Linked DNA regions of Mus musculus: regions 1, 2, 3, 4, 6 and 7 are each linked to region 5. The links are chromatin contacts, called in public ChIA-PET, HiChIP or PLAC-seq and promoter capture Hi-C maps. All regions are on one chromosome and are shown on one strand. Each heading gives the region's core, a stretch centred on a gene start, on an enhancer-like site or on the middle of the called end of the contact. The rest is flanking DNA. Distances are from core to core; before and after follow the strand shown. Region 1 has its middle 25 kb from the start of Emid1. Region 2 holds the start of Emid1 (EMI domain containing 1). Region 3 holds the start of Zmiz2 (zinc finger, MIZ-type containing 2). Region 4 overlaps Kremen1 (kringle containing transmembrane protein 1). Region 5 holds the start of Dbnl (drebrin-like). Region 6 holds the start of H2az2 (H2A.Z histone variant 2). Region 7 overlaps Kremen1 (kringle containing transmembrane protein 1).

Region 1 (2,829 bases), core at 227-2,726, 610 kb after region 5:
GATGGGGGTGAGAAAAGGGGTTCCACCTGTGCTATGGGGGAGCCACCATCCATGGTGGGTGAAAACTTTCCAGTCTGCTGCTACAGAGTCACACATACTCCTGTAGGCAAGCCTTCACTCATGCTCTGGTCATGTGTGAGCCTTGATGAAACCAAACTCTAGTTTGATATTGCGTTCTTAGAAGAGGGAGGGAGGGAGGAAAGGAAAGGAGGGAGGGAGGGAGGAAGGGATTTACATCTCCCCAGGGAAGAAATTCTCATTGTTCCAACCACAACACAAAGTAGCAGACAGTGAGTGCCCCAGCAAGGGACAGAGGGATGCTCGCTAACCCTGAGACCAGCCAGGCAGGAACCTAGCTTTACAAGAAAAAAAGGGGACTGGCCGGGGCGTGGTGGCGCACGCCTTTAATCCCAGCACTCGGAGGCAGAGGCAGCCGGATTTCTGAGTTCCAGGACAGCCAGGGCTATACAGAGAAACCCTGTCTAGATAAAAAAGAAAAAAAAAAAAAAAAAGAGGGAACTGGGAAGTGGGGGCAGGGGGGGATGCAAACCTATGGACCGGGAGCTCTTAGGGAGCGAGGACTTGGGGCTGCAGCTCATAGGGCTGGCCGTCCCAGGTATATGGCGTTTGCAGGGTCCTGTGCTCCTGATTTGGCTCTGGCTGTTGGCCTCCTGAGAGTCTTCATTATTTTTCCAAGAAGAGACTCTATATTTTCATTTTGCACTGTGGTGCCCACAAATTATAGTCAGTCCTGAGTCCAGAGACTCTGCTGCTGAGGCTAAACACTTTGCCCATCTATGTCTAGCACATACTACATAGATATTTGTGTGCACACCAAACATGTGTATACCCACCATACGTGCATATAGTCCCCGGTACCAGCATACCCTTTCAGACTTCTCCCTCCAAGACCTTTTTAATGATTTATTTATTTACTTCTTTGTGCACTGGTGTTTTGCCTGTATGTATATCTGTTTGAGGGTGTCAGATCCCCTGGAACTGGAGTTATAGGCAGTTGTGAGCTGCCCTGTAAGTGCTGGGAACTGAACCTGGGTCCTCTGGAAGAGCAGCCAGTGCTCTTAACCATCTCCCAGCTCCTACATGGTTCATTTTACCTATAAATATTTACTGAACATCATATGACTGATATGATAGGATATATGATAGTGTTGATGGCAAGGAATACTGGGACAGACAATGGCCTCTGCTTTGTGGAGCCTGAGGCCATGTACCCTGGCCAGGCTGGCCTTCTGGAAGTTACCTGTCTCCTTGTACCAGCTGTAGGCCACTGAGCGCGGAGGACTCCCGCCTGACCTGGCACCTAGCTCAGTTCACCAGAAGCCTACCCAGGGCGTTGGCCATTGGCTCGGTTGGGAATATTCTAGAGGATCCAGTGAGTCTTAGGCGACACAGAAGTTATAGACGCCCATCCTTTCTCAGCCGTGATGAGATGAACCTTTCAGAGATCAAGAGACCACGATCAAAGGGTTTTTATGTCAGTCTTTCCTTCCTGCCTCAGGCTGTGGTAAGCGGCTGTGATGCGCACATCCTGCTTCCTGCCTCTGCTGGCAGCCAGAATCTCTTCTTTAGGGTTGTTTTTTTTTTTTTAAACCACACTAGAGATCATGCCAGGGCCAAGGCAAGAGCTCTACCCTAGCACGTGTTTGTTTGTTTGTTTGTTTGTTTGTGAGGTAGCCTCAAACTCTCCACCTTCTATCTCAGCCTCCAGTATGCTGTGCTTAGAAGTCTGCACACTCAGAGACTCAGAGACTCTGCAGCGCTCAGCCTGAGCCTGGGGCCTTGGGGTGCTCTACCATCGAAGAGTCCCAGGCCTATTCCAGTGTAAACTCACGGGCCTCCAGCCTCAGTGGAATTTCCTAGTGGAATTGCTGTCTTTGTCACCAGTTTGACTCAGCAGCCAGATTTTAAGCCCCGGCCATTGAAAACTCTGCAGTAACGTACCTCAGCTGGTCTTAGGCACTGCCCAGAAAGTATGGCCGACAAAACAGCCCAGCTGTTTGAACAAAAGAAGCTGGTGACATCAGAGTGCCAGGTGGAGCTGCCTTCTCCTCAGACTGAAAGCATGTTCTCATGACGGCCTGTCACAGCTACCCCCTCACTTGAGGCAGGACTGAGTTATGCCCTTCTGGTCTCGGGGACCTGTGAGGTGAATTCTGCTCTGTTTCTCAACAAAACAGCATACAAGTCTACAGAATCGACTCAGTGGGTGTGTGCCTAGGTCCACACAGCATGAGGACCCGAGTTCAGATCTCCAGCATCCAGGTTAAAAAGCCAGGTGTGGTGGCGTGTACCTGCAGTCTAAGTGCTGGGACAACACTGGCCAGCCAGCTTAGCCAAATCAGTACCTCTGAGTTCAGTGAGAGACCCTGCTCAAAAACTAAGGTGCAGAGTGGGTAAGGGAGACACTTGACTTCAACCACTGGCCTACACAGACAGACAGACAGACAGGCAGAGACAGACACACAGACATACAGAGACAGAAAGAGATAGACAGATACACACAGACAGACACACAGATACACAATATACACAGACACACGACAGACACATAGAGAGTAAGTCAGAAAGACAGACACATACAGAAACATAGACACACAAGACACACACAGACACACAGAGACAGAGACAGAAAGACAGACAGATATACAGACAGACAGACAGACAGACAGACAGACACACAAACCACAACAAGAAACCACAAAAACCCAGAAAGTATGGGTTTCTGAACACAGTGACAGGTGGCTGGAGGGCTCCCCATGGGCGCTGGCCCTGACTCCCATGTGATTCAGCCCTGGAAGGCCATGGGAA
Region 2 (2,729 bases), core at 30-2,529, 640 kb after region 5:
GGCAGACAGACCTCTGTGAAATGAAAGCTAGCCATATTATATATGTGTGTGTGTGTGTGTGTGTGTGTGTGTGTGTGTGTGTGTGTATTTGTTCCAGACCAAGCCAGGACATATAGAGAGCTCATCTAAAAGAAAGAAAGAAAGAAAGAAAGAAAGAAAGAAAGAAAGAAAGAGAAAGAAAGAAAGAAAATCATACTTCATATACACACATATGTACATATATGTGTGTACATATATGTACATATATGTGTGTACATATATGTACATATATGTGTGTACATATATGTACATATATGTTCATATACACACATGTTCATATACACACACATGCACACGTGTACACAAACATGATATGCATGCATACAGGCATCTCACGTGTACACAGACATACATGCATACACATGCCCACCACACAAACACATACATTGTTCATTCAAATATGGCGTACATAAGCAAATACTGCCCATGCTCACAAACACATCGTGTACACACAGATTCAGCACATACATGTTTACAGCGCCGTGCATGCATACAACATTATCCATGCACACAAATAGTCTATCATGTCAGCACAGGCAAACTCCTCGCACCTGCTATGCCGCGTGGAATGTGCCTGAGTCCCACCCAGGCCCTCTGCTCTCAGCCAGTCCTTACCTTAGGGAATGGGAAATTGAGGCCTATGCCAAAATGCTGTCTACACTTGTGCTTAGACCCCAACACTGAGATGAGGGGATTGTGGGTCTGGGGTTACTCTGCCAGAGTGCTCTGGGCCTTAGTGTCTCCCTGTAAAACAGGTATAAGGGTCACTGCACTTAGGGGACGCGGGAGCACCTGAGCCTCGGGTTTCTCCTCCGTAACATGGGCGACCTAGCCAGCCCAACACGGAGTGATGAAAGCTTTAGTCAGGGCAGGATGTATGGGGTGAGATGCCTGGGACAATGGCACAGCTCGCGCAGGAAGCCTGTGTTAGGTCGATGGGAAGATCCTGTGTGTTTCGGGAACCCAGTTCCGCAAAGATGTCAAAGATGTGCGTCCAGAGGCGATCGCTCTGGAGTGGTGGGTTCAGGTCCTGGCAGCGTTGCGGGGACGAGGGGGCGGGTGCGGCCAGGGCCTCAGTTTCCCAGTCTGCGGCTCAGGTGGGCACCTGGAGGGCGTCCTGGCGGGGGCGCGGACGGCTTCCGGGTTGGCGGGGGGCGGGGGGCGAGGGGCGGGCGAAGCCGAGCGCCCCCGCCCTGCTCCGCCCGGAACCGGCTCTGCGCGCCCGCGGCTGCGGTGGGGACGACAGCATGGGCGGCCCGCGGGCCTGGACGCTGCTCTGCCTCGGGCTCCTGCTCCCGGGAGGCGGCGCCGCGTGGAGCGTCCCGGGCGCCCGGTTCTCGGGTCGCAGGTAAGTCTCCCCTAGCTCTGTGCAATCCCAGCACTGGGGTGAGGGAAGCAGACCCCAGCTCCGTGCAACCCCGAGACTGGGACAGGGACCCGACCCCAGCTCCGTACAATCCCGCGACTGGGGCAGAGACCCGATCGCAGCTCTGTGCAACTTCAGGGTCTGGGACAGAGACCCGACCCCAGCTCCATGCAACCCTAGGACTGGGACAGAGACCCGACCCCAGCTCCTTGCAATCCCGGGACATCGGAGGCAGTCCGAGACTGTTGCAGGGGCTCCATCGCTCATCTCTATACCATAAGCAGTGGGAGCAGGGGTTTGGCACGCTGTGCTCAGGATAGCCGGCTCACCTACTTCTGTGTGAAAGAACAGACGGCCTCCCCTACTGAGATCCCGGAGGCCCCAGAAGGTGGACCCATGGCAATGCAACAGAGCTTCCCAGGACTTCTGTGGGTCTCGCCCAAGCCCCCCTTCCCTTCATGTACATGTAAAATGCCAGGATCACCCCTTAGCCAGCCCTTCAGGAATCCCCTCTCTTTTCCCCTGCTACTGTCTTTTTCTTCTTTCTTTCTTTCTTTTTTTTTTTCTTTTTTCTTTTTTTATGTCCCAGCTATTTATTTCACTCGGAGGAAGGACTGGGGTGGAGACTGCACAGTGGGTCAGTGTCAGAGGCCCCCTGGGACCTGGCATTTGGTTGGACCTCCCAAAAGCCTATGACTCTCTGCCGGCCTTTGTGGAGTGTTTCCCAGGATCGGGTCCTGTGGGGCTTTTTCTAGACAGTGCCTTCAAGACTGGAGGATGTAGGGAAACTTGTCCCCACTCAATAGAGGGGCAAACTGAGACTAATGTGCTCGTGGTGGGTATTCATGGAAGAGCTGGGATTCAGCTCTCCCTTTCTGGACTCGATGGCAGAGTTTGAACCTGCCCTGGCCCCTGCTCTGCCTGTAGCCCCTGCCCCTGTCTCCAGGACAGACAATGTGGACTAACCAGGCCTCTTAGGCCTTTCAGCCCATTCAAAGGCCCGTGAGGGCCCCACCCCCCTGTGGCCTCACTTCTTTCTTTTTAGAAGTTTCCCTTTCTTGTGGTCAGAGGCCAGCAACCCCCCCTGGGAGCTAGCAAAAGCAGGTGACCGGGTAGAGCAGGCTCAGGGGTAGAAGTGGCTGAGGCAGCAGAGGTCAGGCAGTTAGCTGTCTGAGATGGGAACAGCCGAGTGGCAGATGTGGCAGATGCCACAGCACCCCTACAGTGTGCCAACCACAGCTGGTGTGGGCTGGCACTTTTCCTGCATCCATTGCTTCTAGAACCTTCCCAGCTGCTATCTAGGCTTGCTTCTCTCTGCTGTCTG
Region 3 (2,772 bases), core at 107-2,606, 610 kb before region 5:
CCTTCTGCAGGACTGACAGGCTGATGGTTTCAAGTCACTGGCTTACCCAGTAGTGAAGCTGGATCCCCCAGGGTAGCTCCCTCGGCCATACACGCCTTGCTGTACGTAGCTCTTGCTAGCACCTCCTTCAGCAAACGCCTGCTGTCCCAGGCACTGCGGGGAGGTCAAGGCAGAGCTGCCACCTGCCACACCAGGCATCATGGAACCACCAGGGGGGCTTCCTGCAGGGCCCATGGGGTTCCCTAAAACCTACAAGGAAGTGGGAGTCACCAGAGAGAACCAGCCAAACTACTGTCTTTAAGACACAGCCCTAAAGTGCTAGATGCCAAGAGATGCCCAGCAAATGGGGGAGGACCTGGGTGGCAGGAGTGGTTGTCTATAGTTCTGACTGGAAGGGTCTCTGGAGCCAGGGGAAGACATCCCATGGTAGTACAGAAGAAAGGCACCTAGTGACTTGAGACCCTCAGGAAGCCCCATCCTTGTGCTTCAGACAGTCCGCTTGGTCCCTGGTTCTTGGAGCCCTAAGATGGTAGAGGCACCACCAAGACTCTGGATCCTGAGGGCTGGGGGGTGGGGGTGGGAGTGGGGTGGCCCTGATACACACTCACCTGGCTCTGGGTTGCGTTGCCAACTCCCCACACAGTAGTGACCACAGACAGTGACCCAGCTGGCTGAGTGGCACTTTGTTGCCAAGGCACAGACTCATATGCAAATGAACCATCACTAAAAGAGAGCAGCTGGTTAAGGCAGGGTCAGAAGGCCAAGGGCTTGCTAGAGGCAGGCCACAGAAGCCCACACTCACCCGTGTGGTGCAGGGGGCAGGGCGGGTTTCATGGGGTTCATGGGGTTCATTGGTGATGGAGCAGCCTACAGGCCCAATGTGCTGGAGCTTATCCGGGAGTTGCTGCTCCGGCTGCGGGACAGGAGGGAGAAGGCAGGAGCTTAGATGCTCATGGTAGCACGGACAAAGCCAGGGTAGTAGCGTTGGCAAATGTCAGCCCAGAATGCAGTGCAAAGCAACTCTAACAAGGGCTCTGTCATCTTAAGCCATTGGATCAACCCTGGAAAGGGCTTTCTGATATCAAATACTTCCCACATTCCCTTTCCCATATAAATCATAGGAAGCCAGGAACCCTCAGCAGGCCCTGGAGAAGGTCAGAGGGGTAGCCCCCACCCTGCGGAGCCCAGAGACCTGAGAAGGAGCAGAGCTTGAGTGTTCTTTGAGGCAGATGCTGAAAAGTCAGGCAGCAGATGTACAACGGCAGTCCATCCACCAGGTTGGCCTTAGGGTGGCTGTACCGACACGGCTGACACAGGACACAGGCACTGACCCAGCCCCTGGTTGGCAGCTCTCTCCTATCAAGAGGGTGGCAGAAGGGCTTCAGGTCACAGGACCTTCAAGCTGATCCAGACGACTTGAGGGGAGCAGGCGTGTGTGTGTGTGTGTGTGTGTGTGTGTGTGTGTGTGTGTGCGCGCGCGCGCGTGCGTGCATGTATGCATGCATGTAGGTGCACACACACACACACATACACACACACCCCTGAGACAAATATGACCTTAAGTATATGGTCAAGTGGACATCTTGCCCCCCCCCAAAGACCCATCTGTGACACTTGTGAATTCCCAACATGGCAGTGACACACACAGCACAGCAGGTGTGGGGGGTAGTCACAAAGCCAGACCATGCTAACGCACATCTACAAGATGGGACCAACTGGGCTTCATTCTTAGAAAACCGTAGCAGTGGCTGGTGGACAGGGAGGCAACAGCAGGTAAGAGCAGCGACTGGTACAGAAGACTCCCACTCCTTGCCTTTCTCAGTGCCTCATCCACTCAGGTCCTAATATACCCTGGACCACATGCGTGCCTACCTCTGCTTGGTCTCACCAGAATGGCACACAAGCCATGTGTTGGGCACTTCTCAGGGACCTCTGGGAAGGCCTGGGTGCTCCTGTCTGAAACCCTCTCTTGGTAGGGGCTGTGTGATTGCCACACATACCTTTTGAACCATTATCAGATCTGGTGATTTCCATCTTCCACTCAGCACTCACAAGCCTCTTGTCTAGGGGAGAGAGGGGTATCGCAGCACCCACTCAGCTCTGGAACAAACATTTCTTTGTGCTTACCACTCAGGGCTCAGTACAGACCTGGAGGCTCTGCAGGGCAGGGCTACACACACAAAGCCCCAGAACGGATAAGAGAAAGAGAGAAAAGGGGACTGTGACTTGCCCTTGCCTGGGCAGCCTTAGGCTCCCAGAGATCCTTCTCACACCCAGCACCAGGCTACCAGGGAAGAGAAACCTCATCCACCTCATCCACAGGCTCTGTCCCCTGGCCCTCAGAGGCAACTACACTTGATTCTAGCCCAGGCCAGGTCCTGCCTAGGCAGCTGGAGACAGAATGTGCCAGACTGGCAGCAGAGGCTGGCATCTATGTTGCTCCTGCTGGATCCTGGCAGCTGACCTGGTGGGAAGAACTCCTCCCAAGATCTGACATGTGGGGTCTGGAACAACCATGTGGATGTCAGGAAATAGGAACAGGAATCAAGACAAAAGCACGACTTAATGGAAAAGAGAAGAGATGGGAAAATAGCCACACAAATACTCCCAGAGACACCAAAGCAATTCAGTGGAGGAAGGACATCTCTAACAAGTGGTACACGAGCAACTAGAGCCTACCAGTAAACAAAAAACTTCAGACACAAAATATGACGGGGGTGGGAGCATCTCTAGATGTAGCTTAATGGCAGAGCACTTGCCCTGTGTGCTTAC
Region 4 (2,752 bases), core at 132-2,631, 540 kb after region 5:
GCAGGGGTGGGCAGAGATGGGAAGGGGATTCTGAGGGGCAATGTTTATCTTGCAACTGGAAATATTAGAGGAAGAACATTTGGGCAGGAAATGGAAAAGTATGTTCCCAGGATTAAGAGCAGACCAGCGTGGCTTGACCGCGATGAGTAACTAGGGGCAGAGCCAGGCTTCCAGCCCAGAGGCTCTCAGACGCCCATAGGACAAACCTTAGAGTTCTGGGGGGGGGGGGGGCTGTAGAGCAGAAGAGGAAAGGGAGCCCTGAACTGCTCTCTCGCGGTCAGTGGGTCCAAAACAGAGGTGAAGGAGAGGAAGGGTGCTTCCACTGGAGTCCTGGGTGTGGTCGAGTGCTCTGGCTGCCTCCTGGGTAAAGAGGAGTGTGCTAAATCAGTATGGCTGGCATACATGTGAACACTGTAAACTGATGTGCCTGATGTTGACTTGACCAAGGCCGCAGAGCCTGTCAGCAGCAATCAAACAACAAGCCAACACTGAGCCTTTAGTTGGTATCTGCCAATCTATGCTGAGTCGATGTGCCCAGTTATCTTTGAGCTTTTTCTTAATGTAGACCCCTAGTAGACAATCCTCTTGGTAATTGAGGACTCACACTTACTAACTAGTATTGCACCAGGCATGGTAAGTTGCTATGGTTTCCTGTCTCCTAGAATTCTAGATTAGTTGAGCTGTCCATAAACGGTGCCATTCCAGACCAAACACAGAGAGCAGCTGGTAGGAGGAAGGCGTGACTGGAAGAGAGCCGCTTTGTGGACGGTTTCTCTAAGCAGTCAGATGGCTTTCAGGATAGAGCTGTGTTCCTGTTGTCCACATGCCTATTAGTCTAGAGCAGGCACATGCACTTTCCAGCGGGAGACTACACCACGTCCTTATTACCGGAAGTTATAGGTCACTGTGAGCTAGGAGAAGGAAAGAGGGAGAGCTGAGCATGTTGGTGTGACTCCCCAGACTGTCAGGGTCCCAGTGATACATCTTAGAGAAGTGTTTGAAGTGCTTCTATCTGTCAGTTTTAACTAAGCTAATTTTAAAAAATCGCTCTTTGTACTCCGCCTTTCCCATGAACCTCTGTGAGTTTAATGCATACAAGATGTGGGAAGCCTGTCAGCCTCAGCCCCACCCCCAGTCTGAGAAGTGGATTTTAGAAGTACATGATTGCACCTGCAAGGACTGTCATTTCATAAAATGGGACCTGAGACCATTTTGACACATTTTCTAGGAAAGCACTTCAGGGGGAGGTGAGAGAAAGTGCCACCCCCGTCCTCCGTTGCCCCTGTTTTCTTGCACGTCAGACTGCGCAGGGAGGACTGACTGTTCCTCATTCCCAGGGAGTGTGAGTCATCCCCGATTTGTGTGATTGGGATTCCAAAGCGTTGCTGTGTCCGATGCTTATTAAATCCAAGTGGCCTCGCAGCCTTTCCGACTGTAGGGGAGCTCTCAGTTACAGCTGCTGCCCTGGTTCTAGTTACCGCAGGGAGATGCTGGCGAGCGCAGGGGCCCCCTCGGAGGGCCCCCAAAGTCCACGCGCATGGCTGTTAGCAACTATCTAGATTTGAAGGTTTCCTGGCTCACGTCGTGGACTTCAGCACACCAGCTCTGTGATTATCTCTTCACTGGGACCTGCACACTTCAAGGGGAAATGTCCCAGTGCCCCAACAAGCTGGTGCCAAGAGTGCCAGTGTTACAGGGCACCTTTTTGCAGATTCAGTCAGCCCAGCAGGCCGCCCAAGATCTAGCAAAACATGATCCATTTCTAGCTTGATCCAAACAAAACAAATAAAACATTCACCAGAGAGGGAGGAAACTATAAATGTTGCCAGAAAATGAGTATGCTGTTCTCCTCCTTCCAGAGTGCTTCACAGCCAACGGTGCAGATTACAGGGGAACACAGAGCTGGACAGCGCTGCAAGGTGGGAAGCCATGTCTGTTCTGGAACGAGACTTTCCAGCATCCGTACAACACGCTGAAGTACCCCAACGGGGAAGGAGGACTGGGCGAGCACAATTATTGCAGGTAAGATGGGGCCATAGCGCTTCAAGATGATCTCTCATCTCCTCTTCCAGCCTTTCGCACAACTGGAATGCTTGCTTACCTCCTGTTGGCCAACTCAGAGAACCATATCATTGTTTGTTTGTTTGTTTGTTTGTGTTTGTTTGTTTGTTTGTTTTTGTTTTTTTGGTTTTTTTTTTTTTTGAGACAGGGTTCTCTGTGTATCTCTGGCTGTCCTGGAACTCACTCTGTAGACCAGGCTGGCCTCGAACTCAGAAATCCACCTGCCTCTGCCTCCCAAGTGCTGAGAATAAAGGCGTGCGCCACCACTGCCCGGCCATATCAGTTTTTAAGATGAACTAATCCGAGCCAGAGAGATGGCTCAACAGTTAAGAGCACTTAGCACTCTTCCAGAGGACCCAGGTTCAGTTGCCAGCACCCACATGGGAGCTCAGAACATCTGTAACTCCGGTTCTGGGGTATCAGACACCTTCTTCTGACCTCTCCAGACACTGCACATGGTACACAGATAAACATACAGTGAAGCACGCACAAGAAATAAAAGTAAATAAAAATGAATTCATGTCTTTTTTTTCTCTCTTCCTCTCTCATTTTTCTCCACCTTAGTTTGCTTTATGCTGGCATTCACAGCAGTGCCTTCTCTGGTCACTCTCTTGTCTCTTTGGGAGGATTTTTTCAGGTGATCCTCCCACCAGTGGGCATTTCATGGGCATCAAAGCTGCTGCTACTGATA
Region 5 (2,977 bases), core at 8-2,507:
TGATTCTAGTAGGAGGCTCAATGTGTGCTCGGGAGACAGACACAGGTGAGATCGTGGCCAACCTGGTCTACACAGTGAGTTCCAGGCCAGCCAGAGCTACACAGTCTCAAAAGCAAGCAAGCAAGCAAAGCAAGCAAGGTCAGTGAAGAGTTATAAGCATGGGTGAAGGGCACTGCTAGCTAGGTTGTGAGGTATTCCCCAAACAGTGATGGTTCTGAGACGACTAGAGGGCCAAAAGATAAAGAGGAGAGACAACACAGTAGAACAGAAGAGATGATTGGCCAGAGTTCTGCAATAGGGGAAGTCTCCAGGGAAGACTCAACACAGGCAAACTCAGTATAGCGCCCCTCAGTGCTGACCACAGGGTAGTGGTGGCCCCACCAGAACTCCAAAGTCCAGTTTGTGTTCCCCAGAATTTGTCCACCTGCCATACTCATCAGATGTCTGAGAAACTGAAGCACTAAAAACTGGCTAACGGAAGCATGTTAAGTAAACGGAAAGTGAAAGAGAATTACTATAGACTGGTATGCATGTAGCAGAAACCTAAGAGGGCTCAGCAGGGCCACTCCAGAAACTTCAGATCTAGTTCACAGTACTGTAATGGCTCCTGGGGTGGTGAAGGAAGGATGGAGCCTTTTCTCAAACAGGTGACAGGATCCCATTTTCAGTCCCAGAATCAGGGACCCAGACCTGTGACATCCTTGACTGAGCCCTGTGTGAGCTCATGACCTCAACCCACTGCTCACGCCGCTTTCAAGGTCTCTTCCTGAACTCAGGGTTTAGAAGACGTGGTTTCCGCCTTCCAGGGAGTTGGGGAACTGCGCGGGACCCCTTTGTCCAGTGAGGTCCCAGAAACGCAGAGCCTGGCGGAAAGCAGAAAGCACAACCAGGCAGAGATCTTCAGGGCAGAGCCGACCGACCACTAGGTGGCAGGGGAGAGGCCCGGGGGTACTCGCCGGGGGGACGGCGGTGGCGAGGGTGGGGTAGCATCTCGCTAGGCTTCAGGAAGGTGGACAGGTGATCCTGCAATACTACGGCTACGCCGCGACCTCCACCTTCCCGCTCTGGCGCCTCTCCGGCCCCGCCTTGCTGCCTACCAGTCGGTCGGGGATTTCTCGGTGACTACGCGCACGTAGGCCTCCTGCAGCGCCGGCCCGTTCCGGCTCAGGTTCACCGCCATGGCACGCCCCACGGTCCCCGCGATGCAGCAGCTTCAGCTTTCTGCCGGCCTCCAGTGACGGCCGGAAGCCCCGCCCCGGAGGCCGGAAGCCTCGCCTCTGACGTGCAGAAGCCGCGCCCAAGAGGCCGGAAGCGGAAGTGGAGAGAAGGCGAGCTAGGCTGAGGGTAAAGTTGAGGCGGGGTGCTGGTGAATGAAGATCCACGAGAGGCGGGCCTGCCCGTAGGTCCTCGTTCGTCCGCATCTGCAGGGCGTGGGCTCGATTTAGAGCTTCACGCTGGTTCGTCTCTCATTAGTTAATGTATTTTGTTTAAGAGCAAGCTGTATGCGCGCAGGCGCCTCGGAAATTTCATCTGATAGTCGGACATGATGGCTACGCCTTCAACCCCAGCCTAGCCCGGTGTACAGCGCAAGTTCCAGGATGGCGAGGGCTAGGCAGAGAAGCCCTGTTTGGAAAAACCAAAGAAGAAAAGGAAAAAAACATGAATCTGCTGTGTTAGGCGTAGAGGTACAAGCCTGTGATCCTAGCGCGCAACTGGCAGAGGCAGAAGCTTGAGTTCTAGCCCGGCCTGGGCATTGCCTAGATCTTCTAAATAAAGTAAAATGAAATATTTGATGTGATAGTGGGGTAATGAAGAGAACCTGCTTTGTGCTTCACTTCTATTTCCAGACAGTTGCCTGAACGTCCCTATGAGAGACCATACTCTGTTGTCGTAAACTAAAACGAACCCTTACTTCTCTAAACTGCTTTTAGCTAGGGCATTTTATCACAGCAACAGAAATGAAACTAGAACAGTGGGGGTCGAAGTTACATTTAAAATGTTGCAAGAATGGGGCTGGAAGTGTTGTTCGTGTATTTAATCTCAGCACTGGGGAGGCAGAGGCAAGCCTGGTCTACATAGTTGAGTTCCAGCCTATCTCAAAGACAAAAAAAGGGGTGGAGGGGCTGGAGAGATGGCTTGGTGGTTAAGAGCACTGACTGCTCTTCCAGGGGATCCAGGATTGATTCCTAGCACCTATGTGGCAGCTCACAACCCTCTGTAACTCCAGCCCTAGCCCTCATCTAGTCTCTGCTGGGACTAGGTATGGCCATGGTGCACTTAAACAATCACACAATATAAAAATAAGATGGGTGTGGTGGCACATGACTTCAATCCCTGAACCTGGGAAGCAAAGGCAGATAGATCTCTGAGTTTGAGTCCAGCCTGGTCTACATAGTGGATTACTGGCTATAAGTGAGTCCCTCTCTCAAAAAAGTATTAAAAAAGAAACTTCTGGCTGGGCAGTGGTGGCGCACGCCTTTAGTCCCAGCATTTGGGAGGCAGAAGCAGTTGGATTTCTGAGTTTAAGGCCAGCCTGGTCTACAGGGTGAGTTCCAGGGACAGCCAGAACTATACAGAGAAACCCTGTTCCGAAAACAAACAAAAACAAGAAGAAACTTCAGCTCCATCTAGCAAGCCCAAATCTTCCAAGAGAGGTTATTATGTGTGTGGTATATGCACATGGGCCAGGGTAGATGCATACTACTGTGCTGTTGGAGGCCAGAGGACAGTGTCAAGTATCCTGCTCTTTCATTATCCACCCTATTCCTTAGAGGCAGGTCTCTTACTGAGCCTGGAGCTAGGCTGGTAGGCAGCAAACCACAGTGATCCTCCTGTCTCCGCCGCTCCACAGTACTGATGCTATATACAGAGCCAAACCCAGCTCTTGAAGCAGTTGCTGGGTGTTTGAACTCAGGTCTTCAAGCTTGTGCGAAAAGTGCACTTTCCCACTGAGCCATCCCCACAGCCCCAACAGTCA
Region 6 (2,700 bases), core at 114-2,613, 660 kb before region 5:
TGTGTGTGTGTATACACTTGCTATACTCCAGACACACCAGAAGAGGGCAACAGACCCAATTACAGATGGTTGTGAGCCACCATGTTGTTGAGAATTGAACTCAGGACCTCTGGACAAGCAGTCAGTGAACCACTGAACCACCGCTCCAGCCCCATGTTTGTTTGTTTTTGAGAAAGGGTTTCTTTGTGTAGTCCTGGCTGTCTTGGAACTTGCTTTGTAGACCAGGCTGGCCTGGAACGCAAAAATCCACCTGCCTCTGCCTCCTGAGTGCTCGGATCAAAGACGTCACCCCACCCCACCCCACCCACTCCCCTCAAGTACTTGTCCATATATTTAAATGAATAATTCATTTAGAAGTTCATCCCTTCCTCGTTTAGCATTAAAATTATTTTTTCATAAAGACCTGCTCCAAGTTGCTTCTTCTGATGGAGGTTGATCTCAGAGCTATAGTCCCTGTCAAAAGAAACAATTCAAATTTTGAGACAGGTATTGTCTAGCTGGAGATAAATTTCTAAAACAATGGCTTGGAAAAATCCTACCACAAGAACGAAGTCTCAATACAACAACAAACAAACAACAACAAAAACCGTAGAAAACTATTTTGCTCACAACTAACTCCTACAACTGGTCTGTGCTTCCTAATGGGAAAAAAATTAAGCTTTGAAGCTGGAACCAGAACAAAGTCTAAGACTTCTGATGAAGGCTGTATGCAAATGACTACATTCACCTAAGTGCGTTTCTCTAGCTGAGAAATGGATGTGGCTCTCCCAAATCTCCCGGGCTCATTGATGATCACAAAAATAATAAAACCTTTTAAAGTTGTGTGAATGGGTTGGCGATAGCTAGAGAATTTAACTAGGTGCGGACTACGATATACACTTATTCCTAAATTTTCACAATAGCTTTTGCACAAAGGTAACTCTACTTTAGACATTTGACCCTGTGCTACCTAAACGTTCCCCTTAAACTTGTTGCAATTGAAGAAAAACAAAGCAAAGAAGTCCTGGCGGGCTCTGAAATGGGCGGGAAAGGCACAGCTGTGCCGAATCGCTCCAGTCTATTGGTTCACCGAGCTGTTGTTCCCAGCCTCCCGCCCCCGTGCGGCCGACAATGTTTTCATTGGCTTTCCTCCTCTCTCATTGGTTCATTCTTCTGTTCATCAGAAGTCCGCGCAAGGAGAGCGGCGGAGAGAGTGTCAATGTTTGGTCGGAGGGCCCACCTCCAAGGGCCGTGTGCAAAAAACAAACAGCGGTTAGGGAGGCGGCACCGGGAGGGCGGAGTTATGGCTAGAAGGAAGCGTACAATTGGCCGGCCGCCGAGGTTCAAACGAACAACGTGAGCGGCTATTGGTGGAGGCGGCGCGAGGCGGGCCCCGGGCATTGTCCCGCTCTGGCTGCGGCGGTCCGACTGCGAGAGCGGCGGCGGCGGCGGCGCGGGGCTGCAGTGGGCGTCGCGCGGCCGAGACCATGGTGAGTGCGGGGTCGCGCGTGGAGTGGGCGCGCAGAAGCCCCGGACGGCTGCTCCACCTGGGGGATCGGGAGTGGGCGGTGTCGCGCTTCGGAGCCGGAGTGCCCGCTGTTCCGGACTCCGCCGGGGGTTGGGGGGGCGCGCCGGACGCGGGAGGCAGAAGCAGGGGGGCGGGTGCTGCGCCGCACAGAGGAGGTCCGGCTGTAGCCCTGCGAGTTCTGAGGCTTCGGCTCAGGGTTACGTAATGCCCCCCGCTGAGGATCGGAGGAGTTCTGATCCTGCCCACCAGAACCGCTCGCCTCGTCAGCGGCTTGCCGGTTATTCTTTGGAATAGAAGTTTATTTACTTGGCTTCATCTTAAAGTATCTTTTCATTCTGTAGTTTAGATCTAGTTGAAAGTGACTTCTAAAGAAAGAAAGTGAGTAAAACTTTAGCCCCATTCTGAAATTGAGGGGAAAGTCCTAAAACCAATCGAGACCTATGTGTTTCACCAAGATTAAGGGGAGTGACGCTCTCTTTTTGGAATTATATTTCTGTCGGTATCCTGCTTGAAATATGCTTTCGCTGTTATAGAAATAGTAAGCCTTCCCAAGAAGGACTCTCTGCATGCACTTAGAGATTAGTTAAGGAAAAGCTCTTTATCTTTTCTTTGACGCTTGTCTGGCTGGGCTAAGACTCAAGCAAGAGCCTGCCTCCAACTGAAGAGCTTACTAATTTATGTACATTTTAGATGTGTGCATTCCACAGACTCTGTTATCCTGACATCTCTTTTGAGGTCCCAGGTTACACTTTGAACAATTTAAGCAGAGACAGGAGATTGCAAGTCTGACCGCTGAAGTGGATAGATTTATACATATTACTACATATGGCTAGGAGTATTTTTAAGTATGCCACTGTTCTTTTTCAAAGTTATTACCGAGGGTCATCATACCTACCTTGCAGAATTACAAGCTGGTTTATCTTTATCTGGGCCTAACTGCTGGTCATAGATCAGTTCTGTCTCCTTTGTCACGGGAATGAGTCTGATTGGGTGGCCCATCCTGGTGAACAGTTGTCTCCTAACATCCTAAGTTCCATGTTTTTAATTTGCAGGCCTGCTTAGCATACTGCTTATCTTCGAGGGGTTTGAGAGGCGGTCCACCTTTAGCTAAATTTCACTTGGGCCAATGTTTCCTGAGCAAATCTATTACTAAATCCATTGTAACATCAGTTTTATTACTTTGTGTTTCATCT
Region 7 (2,960 bases), core at 371-2,870, 570 kb after region 5:
TTTTTGAGACAGGGTTTCTCTGTGTAGCCCTGGCTGTCCTGGAACTCACTTTGTAGACCAGGCTGGCCTCGAACTCAGAAATCCACCTGCCTCTGCCTCCCAAGTGCTGGGATTAAAGGTGTGCACCATCAACGCCTGGCTCCAATTTTTTCTTTATGATTGAGTAAAACTCAGTTGTCTTTGTATCACATTTTTTAATCATTCATTTGTTAACGGGTAATTAGACTGATTCTACAAAAACCGCCTATATACTCTGTACTAAGTTGACTTGGGTTCCCTTGGTGTGTTTAGAGTGATCTTGTTCGATTTTTTAAAAGATATTTTTATTTTATGTGTCTGTGCCTGCATGTATGTATGTATGTATGTATGTATGTATGTATGTATGTATACCATGTGATGTCTGATGTCTGCAGAGGCCAGAATAAGGCATCTGGAGTCCCTGGAATTGGAGTTACAGAAATGTCTTGAGCCAGTGTTATAGATGCCAGGAGTCCAACCTGTGTCCAACGGGAGAGGAGCCAGTGCTCTTGTCCTTGGAACCTTCTCTCCAGCCCCTTTGTTAGTTTGTTTCCTTATTTATTTGTTTACTTTTGAAACATCCAAATGTATTGTGAGGCCCAGATTGGCCTCAAATTTACCACTCCTACTTTAACCTCAAATCCCGGGGCTGTGTGCCTGTGCTTTCCACTCGAGCTCCCCCAGTCTCCTGGAACCATTTAAATCTGATCGCTTCACTTTTGGGGGATGGGAGGGGGTAGCAGATGCCACAGCATACATGTGAAGACCAAAAAACACCTTTTAGGAGTTGGTTCTCTCTACCATGTGAGTTCCACAGATCAAACCAAGGTCACCAAGCAAGCAACTTTAACCCTGAGACACTGCCAGCCTGCTTCGCCCATCTGTCTGTCTGTCTGTCTGTCTGTCTGTCTTTCTCTCTATCTCTCTTTAACAAGCTAGGCCTTGACTGCTTTTGCACACTAAGCTATGAACTCATGAGGACCAGCTCCAGAAGTCCAGGCCCCTCCCCAGTAGTTCGCGTGAAACGTGCTCCTCCGGCGGAGCTGGCCGGTGCTCTGGGGAACACGGGCCTTCTCCTTGGCATCCTTTTCTCTGACAGGTTTTTCCATCACCAGTTTTAGGAAACTACCTTGGCTCTCGGTGCCTAACATGTTCCATGTGCACATTACTTCTCTTGGCGAAGCGTGCCTTCACCTGCTTGTTTACAGGGATGCCTGTGGTGTGCTGAATGAGGTTAAAGACACTTCCGGTTGTGCTGTGGTAACAGTGTTCATTCCCTCGATGCCCACAGTATCAGTCTTCTTGTAGATTTGCATGTACGTGGCCAAAGGAATCCCTCCGGGTTTCCTACCAGGGTTCCTCTGTTCTTTCCCTCTGGGTGTGTCATTAACTGAGTTACTGGAAGATGGGTGCTATGGGACAGAAGCAAAGCCACCTTCTCTATTCTAAGACATTGTTCCTGCTTCTTTTCAGTACTAAATTCTCCCGACACGGAGAAAGTAAGCTGGGGATCTGTGTGCCACATTTCCTTGCAGATGGTGTAGAGAACACTACCAGAGGGTCCGCTTAGAGCTTGTTGTCATTTGCCTGTGTTGTAACTCAGGGTGTAAACACTGTGGGCAGAGCACACCTGGCACAGACCGCATTTCCTTCTTAGTGTTTCCCAGCCAGATGTTGTGAAATTCTTCTGTTTTGTTTGTCTCTAGTGCCTGGAAACCTTGGCTGCTACAAGGATCATGGAAACCCACCTCCTCTCACGGGCACCAGTAAAACCTCTAACAAGCTCACCATACAAACCTGTATCAGCTTCTGTCGGAGTCAGAGATTCAAGGTACCAGCTCCACAGCGTACAACTCTAGAAAAGATAACGATAAATTCCAGCAGCCCACTTGTCAGGTCACATGGAAAGAGTAGGCTGGGGAGTTGGAGCACAGGCAGCATTCATGTAAAGATGGGGAGAGGGGTCCCCGGTAGCCTCCTCTCAGCCCTTGTCTGTTATGATCAGGGATGCTAATGACTCCTTAGAGTCAAGCCAAGGCGGTGGGTCCCTTCTGTGGCAAACTACCATGCCTTACCTCTTTTCCAAATGTTCTTTTCTTCTTCTTCCTTCCTTCCTCTCTCTCTCTCTCTCTCTCTCTCTCTCTCTCTCTCTCTCTCTCTCTCTCTCTCTTTCTTTCTCTAAAATGTATTTCCCAATCACTAAGGGTCAGTAGTGCTGTTTTGTATTAAATTAGACAGAAGATCCCGCCCTCTCTCCTTTTTTTTTCTCCCTTTCCTTAACCAAGTCAGTCTAAAAGCCATTAATTAAGCCCAAGACAGAAGGATACCATACTCATGTGAGGAAGGCAGATAAGCGAGGCAGTGGACCCCATGGCCCTGCGGTTTGTTGCTTGTGCAGAGCGTGAGTATGTACTGAGTGTTTCAGAGCCGGCATGCTCTGGCTGCTGGAGAAGGGACATGCAAATGTGGAAGCTGGGGAACCTGAAAGGAAGTCCAGAGAGTGGTGGAGGAAGCAGGTAGATAGTAATGTTATATGACTGTGCAATGGCTGTGTGTGCACACACATACACTTCATCACTATCCTTGCCACACACTGATAACGGGGAGTCTAGCCAGCACTCAGGTCTCCACCAGAAAGCAGCTCTGTTGGGAAATTACCCATTCTGTGTTCAAAGCACAAGATGTGTTCATAACATCTTGTGTAGGACAGAAACAGTACAGATTCATCAACTGGATGAAGCTGCCTTGAAAGGGGTTCCATGACCTAAATCTGACAGCTTTAAGCTTCAGAGAGTGATAGTAACAGATGCATCTTATTGACTAAGATGAGAGCACCCCACACCACTCCCAGTGGTGGCCGAGTGAGAAGAGAAACATTGGTGATTAGGAAATGCAGACTTGTAAGAATAGAAGGAATGGTAGGATCGTTACCATATGACAGC

Evidence for each region. Promoter capture Hi-C pulls out the DNA fragments that hold promoters and counts their contacts. ChIA-PET counts read pairs in DNA pulled down with a chosen protein or histone mark. HiChIP or PLAC-seq counts read pairs in DNA pulled down with a chosen protein or histone mark.
Region 1: an RNA polymerase II ChIA-PET map of memory CD8 T cells shows a contact between it and region 5, with 26 read pairs. The contact joins the enhancer-like site here to the promoter of Dbnl in region 5. A contact is called at or near these places in 6 of 39 promoter capture datasets (embryonic stem cells, hippocampal neurons, liver and 2 more), 1 of 15 datasets of contacts at CTCF or cohesin (large pre-B cells), 2 of 484 Hi-C or Micro-C datasets (embryonic stem cells and nephron progenitors), 14 of 115 datasets of contacts at active chromatin or transcription factors (astrocytes, bone marrow-derived dendritic cells, bone marrow-derived macrophages and 6 more) and 1 of 9 other capture datasets (liver).
Region 2: a contact with region 5 is called in a promoter capture Hi-C map of pre-B cells, with 4 times the contacts expected there. The contact joins the promoter of Emid1 here to the promoter of Dbnl in region 5. A contact is called at or near these places in 12 of 39 promoter capture datasets (the HPC-7 cell line, cranial neural crest, embryonic stem cells and 6 more), 13 of 115 datasets of contacts at active chromatin or transcription factors (astrocytes, embryonic hindbrain, embryonic stem cells and 6 more) and 2 of 9 other capture datasets (liver and pancreatic islet).
Region 3: a contact with region 5 is called in a promoter capture Hi-C map of pre-B cells, with 3 times the contacts expected there. The contact joins the promoter of Zmiz2 here to the promoter of Dbnl in region 5. A contact is called at or near these places in 2 of 39 promoter capture datasets (liver and pre-B cells) and 1 of 9 other capture datasets (liver).
Region 4: a contact with region 5 is called in an H3K27ac HiChIP or PLAC-seq map of double positive thymocytes, with 3 times the contacts expected there. The contact joins the enhancer-like site here to the promoter of Dbnl in region 5. A contact is called at or near these places in 9 of 39 promoter capture datasets (the C10 cell line, the SN4741 cell line, cranial neural crest and 5 more) and 8 of 115 datasets of contacts at active chromatin or transcription factors (astrocytes, double positive thymocytes, embryonic forebrain and 5 more).
Region 6: a contact with region 5 is called in a promoter capture Hi-C map of pre-B cells, with 2.6 times the contacts expected there. The contact joins the promoter of H2az2 here to the promoter of Dbnl in region 5.
Region 7: a promoter capture Hi-C map of hematopoietic stem and progenitor cells shows a contact between it and region 5, with 7 times the contacts expected there. The contact joins the enhancer-like site here to the promoter of Dbnl in region 5. A contact is called at or near these places in 6 of 39 promoter capture datasets (cranial neural crest, hematopoietic stem and progenitor cells, hippocampal neurons and 2 more), 6 of 115 datasets of contacts at active chromatin or transcription factors (T-cell acute lymphoblastic leukemia, bone marrow-derived macrophages, embryonic stem cells and 2 more) and 1 of 9 other capture datasets (liver).

Annotation. Positions count from the first base shown.
Region 1 is chr11:5,176,013-5,178,841 of GRCm38.p6, reverse strand. No RefSeq gene overlaps it. Among named protein-coding and RNA genes, the nearest start is that of Emid1, 25 kb to the right of the region's middle. Within about 2 kb of position 1,476, at least 89 of the 459 cell types and tissues checked have an H3K27ac peak or open chromatin away from gene starts, as enhancers often do. A contact at or near this core is called in bone marrow-derived macrophages, double positive thymocytes, memory CD8 T cells and 2 more, where this site is marked.
Region 2 is chr11:5,150,780-5,153,508 of GRCm38.p6, reverse strand. It overlaps Emid1 (EMI domain containing 1), which reads left to right and starts at 1,279. Exons shown (of 15, transcript NM_080595.3): 1 at 1,279-1,387. The coding sequence starts at 1,287.
Region 3 is chr11:6,393,709-6,396,480 of GRCm38.p6, reverse strand. Zmiz2 (zinc finger, MIZ-type containing 2) reads right to left here and starts at 1,356. Exons shown (of 19, transcript NM_028601.3): 1 at 1,193-1,356; 2 at 803-913; 3 at 609-723; 4 at 47-249. The coding sequence starts at 852.
Region 4 is chr11:5,243,045-5,245,796 of GRCm38.p6, reverse strand. It overlaps Kremen1 (kringle containing transmembrane protein 1), which reads left to right. Exons shown (of 9, transcript NM_032396.3): 2 at 1,860-2,022. Among named protein-coding and RNA genes, the nearest start is that of Gm25142, 7.4 kb to the left of the region's middle. Within about 2 kb of position 1,381, at least 163 of the 459 cell types and tissues checked have an H3K27ac peak or open chromatin away from gene starts, as enhancers often do. A contact at or near this core is called in the SN4741 cell line, astrocytes, double positive thymocytes and 2 more, where this site is marked.
Region 5 is chr11:5,786,763-5,789,739 of GRCm38.p6, reverse strand. It overlaps Dbnl (drebrin-like), which reads right to left and starts at 1,257. Exons shown (of 13, transcript NM_001146309.1): 1 at 1,098-1,257. The coding sequence starts at 1,180.
Region 6 is chr11:6,443,106-6,445,805 of GRCm38.p6, reverse strand. It overlaps H2az2 (H2A.Z histone variant 2), which reads left to right and starts at 1,363. Exons shown (of 5, transcript NM_029938.1): 1 at 1,363-1,469. The coding sequence starts at 1,467.
Region 7 is chr11:5,214,296-5,217,255 of GRCm38.p6, reverse strand. It overlaps Kremen1 (kringle containing transmembrane protein 1), which reads left to right. Exons shown (of 9, transcript NM_032396.3): 4 at 1,725-1,849. Among named protein-coding and RNA genes, the nearest start is that of Gm25142, 36 kb to the left of the region's middle. Within about 2 kb of position 1,620, at least 45 of the 459 cell types and tissues checked have an H3K27ac peak or open chromatin away from gene starts, as enhancers often do. A contact at or near this core is called in T-cell acute lymphoblastic leukemia, hematopoietic stem and progenitor cells and regulatory T cell precursor, where this site is marked.